Linked DNA regions of Ovis aries: region 1 is linked to region 2. A link is a contact called in public Hi-C data. All regions are on one chromosome and are shown on one strand. The core of a region is the stretch at or near the end of the contact, and the rest is flanking DNA. Distances in the headings are between cores, read along the strand shown. Region 1 has its middle 160 kb from the start of CSNK1G3. Region 2 holds the start of ZNF608 (zinc finger protein 608).

The links. A called contact is a pair of places that touch in the nucleus more often than the background predicts.
Region 1: a Hi-C map of hypothalamus shows a contact between it and region 2, with 7 times the contacts expected there. The contact joins the enhancer-like site here to the promoter of ZNF608 in region 2. A contact is called at or near these places in 2 of 16 Hi-C or Micro-C datasets (hypothalamus and skin fibroblasts).

The regions. Positions count from the first base shown.
Region 1 is chr5:27,780,286-27,784,723 of ARS-UI_Ramb_v3.0, reverse strand. No RefSeq gene overlaps it. Among named protein-coding and RNA genes, the nearest start is that of CSNK1G3, 160 kb to the left of the region's middle. Within about 2 kb of position 3,038, at least 4 of the 54 cell types and tissues checked have an H3K27ac peak or open chromatin away from gene starts, as enhancers often do. A contact at or near this core is called in hypothalamus, where this site is marked.
Region 2 is chr5:26,709,408-26,713,889 of ARS-UI_Ramb_v3.0, reverse strand. It overlaps ZNF608 (zinc finger protein 608), which reads right to left and starts at 2,885. Exons shown (of 9, transcript XM_027969981.3): 1 at 2,597-2,885. The coding sequence starts at 2,638.

The DNA of each region.
Region 1 (4,438 bases), core at 1,789-4,288, 1.1 Mb before region 2:
GAGGACCAATCTTTAATAAGTTAAAAATTTGTGCTTTCCACAGCCTAATATGTGAAAGTTTCATGCTCTGTGCTAGGGAAGCTATTTCTCATGACTCAGACGTATCTACTTCAAAGTTAATTTTAAGCAATGGACAGTGGAAATCATTAAAACAAAGCTTGTACATATAAGGTGCTAAGATTTTTAGATAAAACATTTTTAAATATGAGAAAATAGAGTTCAGTGACTTTTAACATTAAATAGTTCAAGTTCAGTGTCACCAGCATATCATCATAGATGGGCTCTGGGTTAAGGATATATGCTTTAGTAATAATGTATCCAGAACTAAAGAATATGCACTTACAGGGGGTATTGTAATTTTTTTTTTCCCCTCAGATTTTTGCAGGCCACAGTTTTAGCTTGTGAGCCGTACAGGAACAGACCATGGGCCACTTTTGGCCCTCAGGTAGTAGTTTTAAATCCTTCTTTATTATAAAGGGCTTCCCTTGTGGCTCAGCTGGTAAAGGATCCGCCTACAATGCAGGATACCTGGGTTCGATCCCTGGGTTGCGAAGATTCCCCTTGGAGAAGGGAAAGGCGGCTGCTGCTACTAAGTCGCTTCAGTCATGTCCAACTCTGTGTGACCCCGTAGACGTCAGCCCACCAGGCTCCCCCATCCCTGGGATTCTCCAGGGAAGAACACTGGAGTGGGTTGTCATTTCCTTCTCCGATGCATGAAAGTGAAAAGTGAAAGTGAAGTGGCTCAGTCGTGTCCGACCCTCAGCGACCCCATGGACTGCAGCCTTCCAGGCTCCTCCGTCCATGGGATTTTCCAGGCAAGAATACTGGAGTGGGGTGGAGGGAAAGGCTACCCACTCCAATATTCTGGCCTGAAGAATTCCATGGACTGTATAATCCATGGGATCGCAAAGAGTCAGACACTGCTGAACAACCTTCACTTTTACTACTTTAACTCCTATTATAAAACCCCTCTTTATAATAAAAATGCTTGTCAAACTCGAAATAAGATTGGATCCAGGTTTTAAACATTGTTAGTAATTTAGCTGACTTTATTTTTGTTAGAGCAACTCTCTTTTTGGCCACTTGATGGCAGCATTTACTATATGTTAACATTGAACTTTTTTTTTTTTTTTCCCTCCCCGAGGTTGTTCAGCCTCGTTTAACATTGGTACTGGAAAAGATTGATAGCAATGCAAATGTATTTATAACCAAGAGAGATAGTCACCTTCCACCCCAATTAGCCTTTGCATTGATTTACTGAAGAAAAACATCTATTACTGAAAAAAGTCTTACAGATTAGTGTTGCATTATTTTGTTACAGTTGAAATATATAGGGAAAGTGATCTTGAAGAAGATACACTTTAGTCTAACCAAAAATGTATTTTTCCAATAGTTTAAAAAAAATACATCATTGAGGATGCAGCTCTAGTTCAGAATACCATACCATTTCCCCCTTAAAGCTATCTGCTTAGTTATTTGAATATTTTCTAATAATGAGCTTGTGTCACATTTTAGATCTTTAAAAAGAGATTTATTCATGAACTGTTGCTTGGATAAAGCCATTGATCTACCAATAAAGAAAAATCCCATTTCTCAATTTCTTTGTGAGAAGTTCTAATTATGGTTAGAACTAAAGTCTTTTCTTTTCTTTTTTTTTTTTTTTTAGTGAAAAGGCTTACTGCCTCCTGAAATACATTTTTGTACCCTCTAAAGATTGGAACTGCAACCGTGACTTTTTTCCTGCCGAGAAAAACATACCAGTAATGACTGTATAAACATCCTGGTAAGTACTTTCTAGGGAAGGTTTTCTAAGAGAATTCCCGTTTGAGATTTACATGGAGCACAAATTGATAGAGATTTACAAGGCAGTTACGATTTAGCGCTTTTGGCTCGAAAGAAAAAGTAGTATTTTTGTTTTGTTTTAACCATTGCCTATTTTCTCTTGGTTCCTTGTTTCTCTTAAAAAAATCATGGCATTTGGAAAAGTTTGATAGGTATTTTGCTTTTTGAGCTTTTACCAGAGAAGATTCCCCATATTATAATTCGTTGCCATCTGAGTTTATATGTCAGAGTTAGGATAGGGTACTCAGTATTGTAAAGAGACTCTACTGAGCCATCAGGACTGCAAAAATGACAAAAAAAGTTACTTGGGAAGTTGTGGATGGATGGCAAGTTTATATAAATATCTTTGTGGGTGCATATAAATATTCTGGGGAGGCAATTCCAGCTCTGCTATTTTCACAAGCTCAACTCTATTTTCTGAGCTTTATGTATGTTTACTTACATACAATTGTACATTTTCTTCTGTTTATATACGCTTGGATATTCTGTGTCTATAAAAGGAGACTTATGTTCCTTATACATACTTCCTGTAGCTCATCTAATGCTAGTTTAAAATTAAAAGAAGATTCTATAGTAAAAGTAATGCAAAATTACTGAAGAAAGCTTATAAAATATAGATATGTGAAAAGTAAATAAAAACCTGTATCTTACCATGGCTTTATTGAGTGTTATAGTCATAAATATGTATATATATCACAAATAAATATAAAAATATTATAGAAATTAGGTCATACATTAGTCTTATACAGGTTTTCACAACCTAGTCAGACACAGTTTCTATTGCTACACAATTCACTTATGTGCCTTTTCTTTTTAACATAAGCACATAATCCTCATTTTCAGATTTATCATTATGAGATAAGCTACCTGGTTTGGACCCCTGGAAAAAGAACATTTAAATGACACCACTGTAGTCACCTGCTGGGTCTGATTGCATACATATGGGAATTCGTAAAGAGGACGCATCTCCAGATGGCCTCATGTTCCTTCCTTAAATCGTATAGGAAGTTAAGGTCTAGAGCTGACAGGCGTAATTGCTGTGATGTTCAGTCTCAGATGAAATCAATGTGGAAAAGAGAAAGAAAACAATAGCCCTGACAGCTTTGCCAGTCTGCAAGCTTTGCTGTATGTAATGTGCTGTTCAGTTCCAGCCAAAAGTTGAGAAAGGAAGAAGTGCTTGAGTGGCTGCACTAGAGAGGAGCTGGTTGCCTTTCAGGAGAGCCTTGTTTTTACTTTGTGCTCTGAAACCCTGAGAGCCCAGCACAGTGCTGTCTCCCTCACTGGTGCAAGAAGGTGCTGAGAACTGCCTGCCCAGAAATGCCAACTGGAAGTCAGAACAATCTCAACTGCAGCCCTCTTACCAGTTACTTGATGGGCACATGTGCACGCATATGTGTGGGTGTTCTTGCATGGATGAATGCATGTTCACACATGTTCCATGCATGCTGAGTTTTCTGGTTAGTGTAGTTCCATCAAAACCTGGTCACAGGAACTTGGGTCAGTGTTTTAGGCATGACGCATCTCAGACAGTGTGTGGTCTCTGAATACAGGTACCCAGCCTGACTACAGTGAAGGCAGCTCCATTACATTCAGCAGTGTCTCAGTTAAAGCAGAATAGAAGGGTTTCAGCAAAGAGAAGGAATTGGGTTGTGCTGCTGGTTTAGTCTGACTGTGAGTGGAGAAATAGTGAAGCAATTGGGGGCTCCTACCTGCTATAACGTTGTGGGAATCTCCCAAAACTATGAAGCAAACTTAGATTTGGCACGTTTGCTTAATGGTTTTGATAAGCCCTGTAGCCAGATACCATTTCTGGGTTTAGAATAGTTGAGTTCTGTGTCAAATTTGTTTTTTGTTGTTTTGCTGTTTGCAAATGTCCAGCCCCCCTGAAATCTTTGCATATTCAATAAAAAATTACCCAGGGAGTTGGAATTGGCATTGATTTTTAATTTATACAGAACTTATTACAAATATATATCAGTGTCAATTAAAACATTTCATTGCCTACAACATATAGGAAATCAAATTTCATAATTGCATTTACCATGTGGGCAGTAACACTGGTTTCAGAGTTTAAAGGTCATTGATAATCAGGCTCTGAGTTTAAACTGCAGTATGTTTTATTCCTCTCCCTCCTAGATTGCAAATGTGACAAAGAAACACTGGCACAACTTAGCATTTTCCAATAAAAGAAACATTGATGCTTGCTTTCTGTTTGCCTTTCTTGTGCCGCGTCCTTCGTAACTGCAAAGATAACTTGCAGGTAAATATTCAGTCAGTGTTTGAACAATGAGAACAGTAATACCAATTTGAGTAACAAAATACAAATGGGCCCTTTGGCTTTGATTTACAGAAGTGACGTGAATAAAAAAGTCAATTTTCATTTATTATCAAGTGGGAACTTAGTGTTTTCAAATTTGTCTGTCCTTGATAAAATTCTTCTTTAATTTCAGCAGGACTCTTCCCTAAGAGTTTTCCGTCTTGCACTTCCCATTTTCCACCCTCCTTTCATCATTCTCAAGTTTCTCGATCCTGGAATTTTGCTTCTTTCCTGGTAAGTTGTAGTAAGGGAGCATGTTCATTTTGTTATCAGGTTGCA
Region 2 (4,482 bases), core at 1,636-4,135:
TTCCTAGGTCACAGACTGGCTCAATCTGTTAAATATGGTGCTACTGACTGTACGGGAAACTGATTAAGACATACACTTTAAGTGATCTGCGCCAAGGTGGCCTCAATGACCGCAAATGAGTGTGTGTTTGACAAAGATCAGTTAAAACGGTTTTTAAAGGGATCAGCCCCTTTTTAACAGTTGATTGTCAAGGAAAAAAAAATAAATATACATACACACACACACAGACATTGCTTACCTTTAATCCTTTATCATTTTTTAATTAGGCCAGCAAATCAAAATGCCTTTCCCACTCCACTCGGCAAACAAGCCTGTGCCTCATTTTACTTAAACACCAAATGATCAAGAAGGAACGAACCAAATAACACATCTCAGCCAGAATAATCACTCGATAACATTATTCCACCTCCCCACCCCCCCCTTTGGCAAACGGATCAGTCCTTTTCTCCTTAAAAAAAATGTGTCACTGTACAGCTGGAAGATAATGTTTCACATTCACAACAGAAGCACCAAAGGGTTTTTTTTCCTCTTAACAAGCATCGAGAATAATAGTTTTAAAAAAGAGAGCGCTTAGAGAAAAAAGTTTTCCCAACTTCTCATTCCGCCTTCAGTTCCAGACTTCAGAGTCACCGTGATCAGTAAGTAATGATCCCATGTAGCAAACCTACAGGCGTCCGCTAGTAACAAGACAGAATGTGCTAACATCGGGATAAATTAGTGAAAGGGAAGAAAGAATAAGGAGAAAGGACTGAAAATCTGGGCTGGATTCCGCCTGTTAGTCGGGAAGTGGCATTTTTCCGCCCGTCCTGACAGATTTGATTTCTTGAACTAACTTAAGAGGAAAGGAGGGGGGAAAGGGGTGGGGGAGAGAGAGGGACCGAGGGGAAGGAGGAAGAGGAGGAGGAAAGGGTGGGATGAGAAGCTGAACCAGAGGAGAAAAAGAAAGGTGTGGAGGGGGAGGGGAGCAGATGATTCAGTGAGCTGATAAACCAGTTAGAACAGCATTCGCTCGGGGCGGCGGGCGGCGGGGTGGGGAAAATAACGGCGTTTAAAATTGGTTCAGTCTTCGAAACCTGAAAGGATGTGATGTTTTCCTGTTTTATGTTGTTTTAAGAAAAAGGAACCGAGTTCCTAGTATAGTCCCCGAGGGGGGGGGGAAAAATCCGCTGTCGCTCAAGCCAATCAGTCATGTGGTAATTCGATAATTAGAGTAAAAAAAAAAAATTTTTTTTAAGGCGACCTTTTTCAGGACAGTTTTTCCCATTTATAGTCGCAGCAAACGGTGCGCCTCCTTTTTATTTTTCTCTCCTCCTCCTCCCTCACCCACCACCTCCTGTGTTTAGTCAGATGGCCCCGGAGCTTGGCTTAGTATTTTTAATTAGCTGGCGTTTGGAAGCTAAAAGCAGTAATGAATTGTTGATGGATTGGAAGTGGAGAGTCGCTTTGCTGGAAATGTCGGGGCTGGGAGAGGGGGATGGGCGAGTTAGCAACAACCAACCATCTAAAAGGAGCGATTTTGTTACAGTGCAAGCCTTTCACATCACGTGAGGATCAAGGGCTCAATTGGTTGTCGTGAGAACAAAAATGGTGACAAGCGTATCAAGAAAATACTGATCTGGTCTTTAAAAAAAAACCTGAAGGTCTCTCCCCTCCCCCTGCACACACTCTTCTCCCCTCGCCTCGCCGCCTCCCCCCCACCCCACCCCCGCCCTTGCAGTGGGAGCAGCTACAAGTTATGAATGTGAAACATTTCTCGCAGATCTAGGCTCTCGGAAGTTCGGAAGGAGTGAAATGTAATGAGCACAAGAGCAAAGCAGATGTTTTAAAGAAACACCTTATAAACCTTTCCTCAACTTATCTCCAATTTGTCGGCTTTGCCAAGTGGCCAGGGATGGAGAAGACTAGTCGAGGGGATAGGGCACCTCCACACTACTTGGATTTTAGGGAACCCCCCCTCATGTCTTAAACAAAGAAAAACATTTTACTAGCTCCAAGCCAGGTCCTGTAATAAACACACCATTGTTACTATTTGTGGGTTTGTTTGGGTTGGGTGGGGCATTTTTTCCCCCTTAATGGTGTTTTCGCAGCTTGCTTTTTTAAGGAGGTGGAAAATGGTAATTATAACCATTACATGTAGTGGGTGACTATTCCCTTGTTTAATATTAAATTATTGGGCACTGGATGTGACAAGAGACAGAAATCGGCTTATTCTGCCCTTGCTCCCATTTTCCTGGCTCGGTTTTGAGGAGGGTCCTGCCCTGCTAGGACAGGAGAGGGAGAGGTGAGGTGCGCTAGAGAATGGACACTGCAGATCAGGATTTGTAACTGTGTCACTTTATTCTCCTTGGGTGAGAGCCCCAAAGGTAATTTACTCTTAAGTTACCCCGAGTGCCCAGTCAAGCTTAATTTGTGTGAAGAAGTTACAAATGCTTCACCCTCCACTGAATAAAAATTCACCCTTCTTGGGTTGTTGTTCTCAATGCAAAAGCCAAACCCTGTAACTAGTTCCTCATTTCAATGCATAAAACTCGCACATTCCCCTGCATGAAGTCCCCGCTAAGTGCTATAGAGAGACACACCACGCAACCGTACTTACGGTCTGTATTGGATCGAGTTGACCTTTTCCTTCTAACTGCATTGAATGTGTTTGGTTGCAGCCGCTTTATTTTGGAAATTATAATCTCTTCAACAAATTTATTATTAAAGAAGATGGACCATCAAATGTCACAGACTGTCCTGTGTATTTTTTTTATAAAAGCAAAAATTAAAAGAAAAAAAAAGGAAAAGAAAAATCCCCCTGGTGCACACACACAAGCTTGTTCTGCAACACTGAAATCAGGACTGAAACACACACACACAGGGGGAGTGGAGCAAAAGGAGCTCTCAGCCTCTATACCTGAAAGGGACTTTTCTTTGTTCCCATTGCCCTTTCTCATCGGGCCAATCAGAGAGCAGCTTTTATGAAACTAGGCTCTCTCATTGGTTAGCTGCTTTCTCTTGGCTACTGTAGGGGGTTGAGATATACACACGTATAAAACACACACAGAGAACGGGTGGGGGTGCGGTGGGGGGTGGTTGTGGAGACAAAGCGTTTTATTTTCCAACCAGATTGGGGTTGAGAAACCTCCTGCAGTAAGATGAAGAAGAAAAAAAAAATGGTACGCCCGTTTCAATTACTACATCATTCACATAAAACACTTATTTATTAAATCTCAAACAGGCTGCGAGGAGAGGATGTCGGTAAATACAAGTTTGATTGTGTTATCTTGGGGGAAATAATGTATGTGATCGCTCGGTGGCACAGGGAAGCCAAATGAGCCACTAGCGCCTAGCGAGGAGAAAAGGGAGGCTGGCTGTGTGGAAATGACTGCGAGCGTTTTGCTGGCTTTCCTTCCGTGTTGCGAGGACTCGGCAGCGCGAACTCCCAAGACTGATTTTCTGTATTGCAGCTTCTGGCTTTCAACCCTCCCCCACCACTTTGCCCTTCTTCCAATTTTTTTTTTTTTTTTCTTTCCCTGTGTCTCTCATTTTACTCGCTGATTAAATAAGAAAAATCGATCTGGAGGTGAAGACACAGTGGTGGGGAAACAAGTAACCCTTTTGTTCCCAGGCTTCTGGTCCACAAGCAATGAAGTGTGAACACTAGCAACCATTTAACCACCACTACGTGAATGGTTCTTCCCTGGAATAGTAACAAAGCTTTCCCACCTGGTCCTAGGCAGCTCCAAAAAAATTAAAAATAAATAAGGTCCCAGCCAACCATATTAACACCTCGGGCCAGCCTCATTTTTTTAAAAATCGATTTGTGGGAGATAAATATACTAGGAAGATTAACCCCTTTAAACAGTCCCTGTGCCATTTTTGAGCCGAGGGATTGTCAAAGTTCCCCTTACTCCAAATATTTAACCCCCTCTTGGGGAGAGCCAGTGTCAAAGTCCTCAGAAGGCAACACCATGCGATTCACTGAGAATACGAAAATATTTTAGAATGTATTGTAGGACAAATGCCAACAACCAAGTTAATGGAACTCTGCGGTCACAGGACAAAAGAGGTTAATATGAAATAACAAGTTCAGTATTGTATATAACGCTGAATATACTTAAGCGAATGTATTTATATATATCAAGCTTTTAAAGCACTTTTAGTTTTAATTTTTCATTGTTATTTTCTGTCACTTTTAGGAGCTGTAATATGGAAATTTTAAAGTCAAGGGTGACTTTTCAAATTTAATTGAAAGCGTCATGATCCTAAGTTTTAAAGATCCAGCACTACTAGGATTGTAATTTCTGCATGACAGTTAAAATTTAAGAATGTGTCTTAACTGAGTCAAACTGGACATATAATGTGAATTAGAGCTAGCAGAAGATTGCTTATGATGTAAATATTCAGTGATGACCTTGTGGATCAATAAAAATATGTCACATGTTTTAGGTAACGTCTGTGACTCGTGTTTGAACTTTCAATATCTTTAGTTCTTTTTTT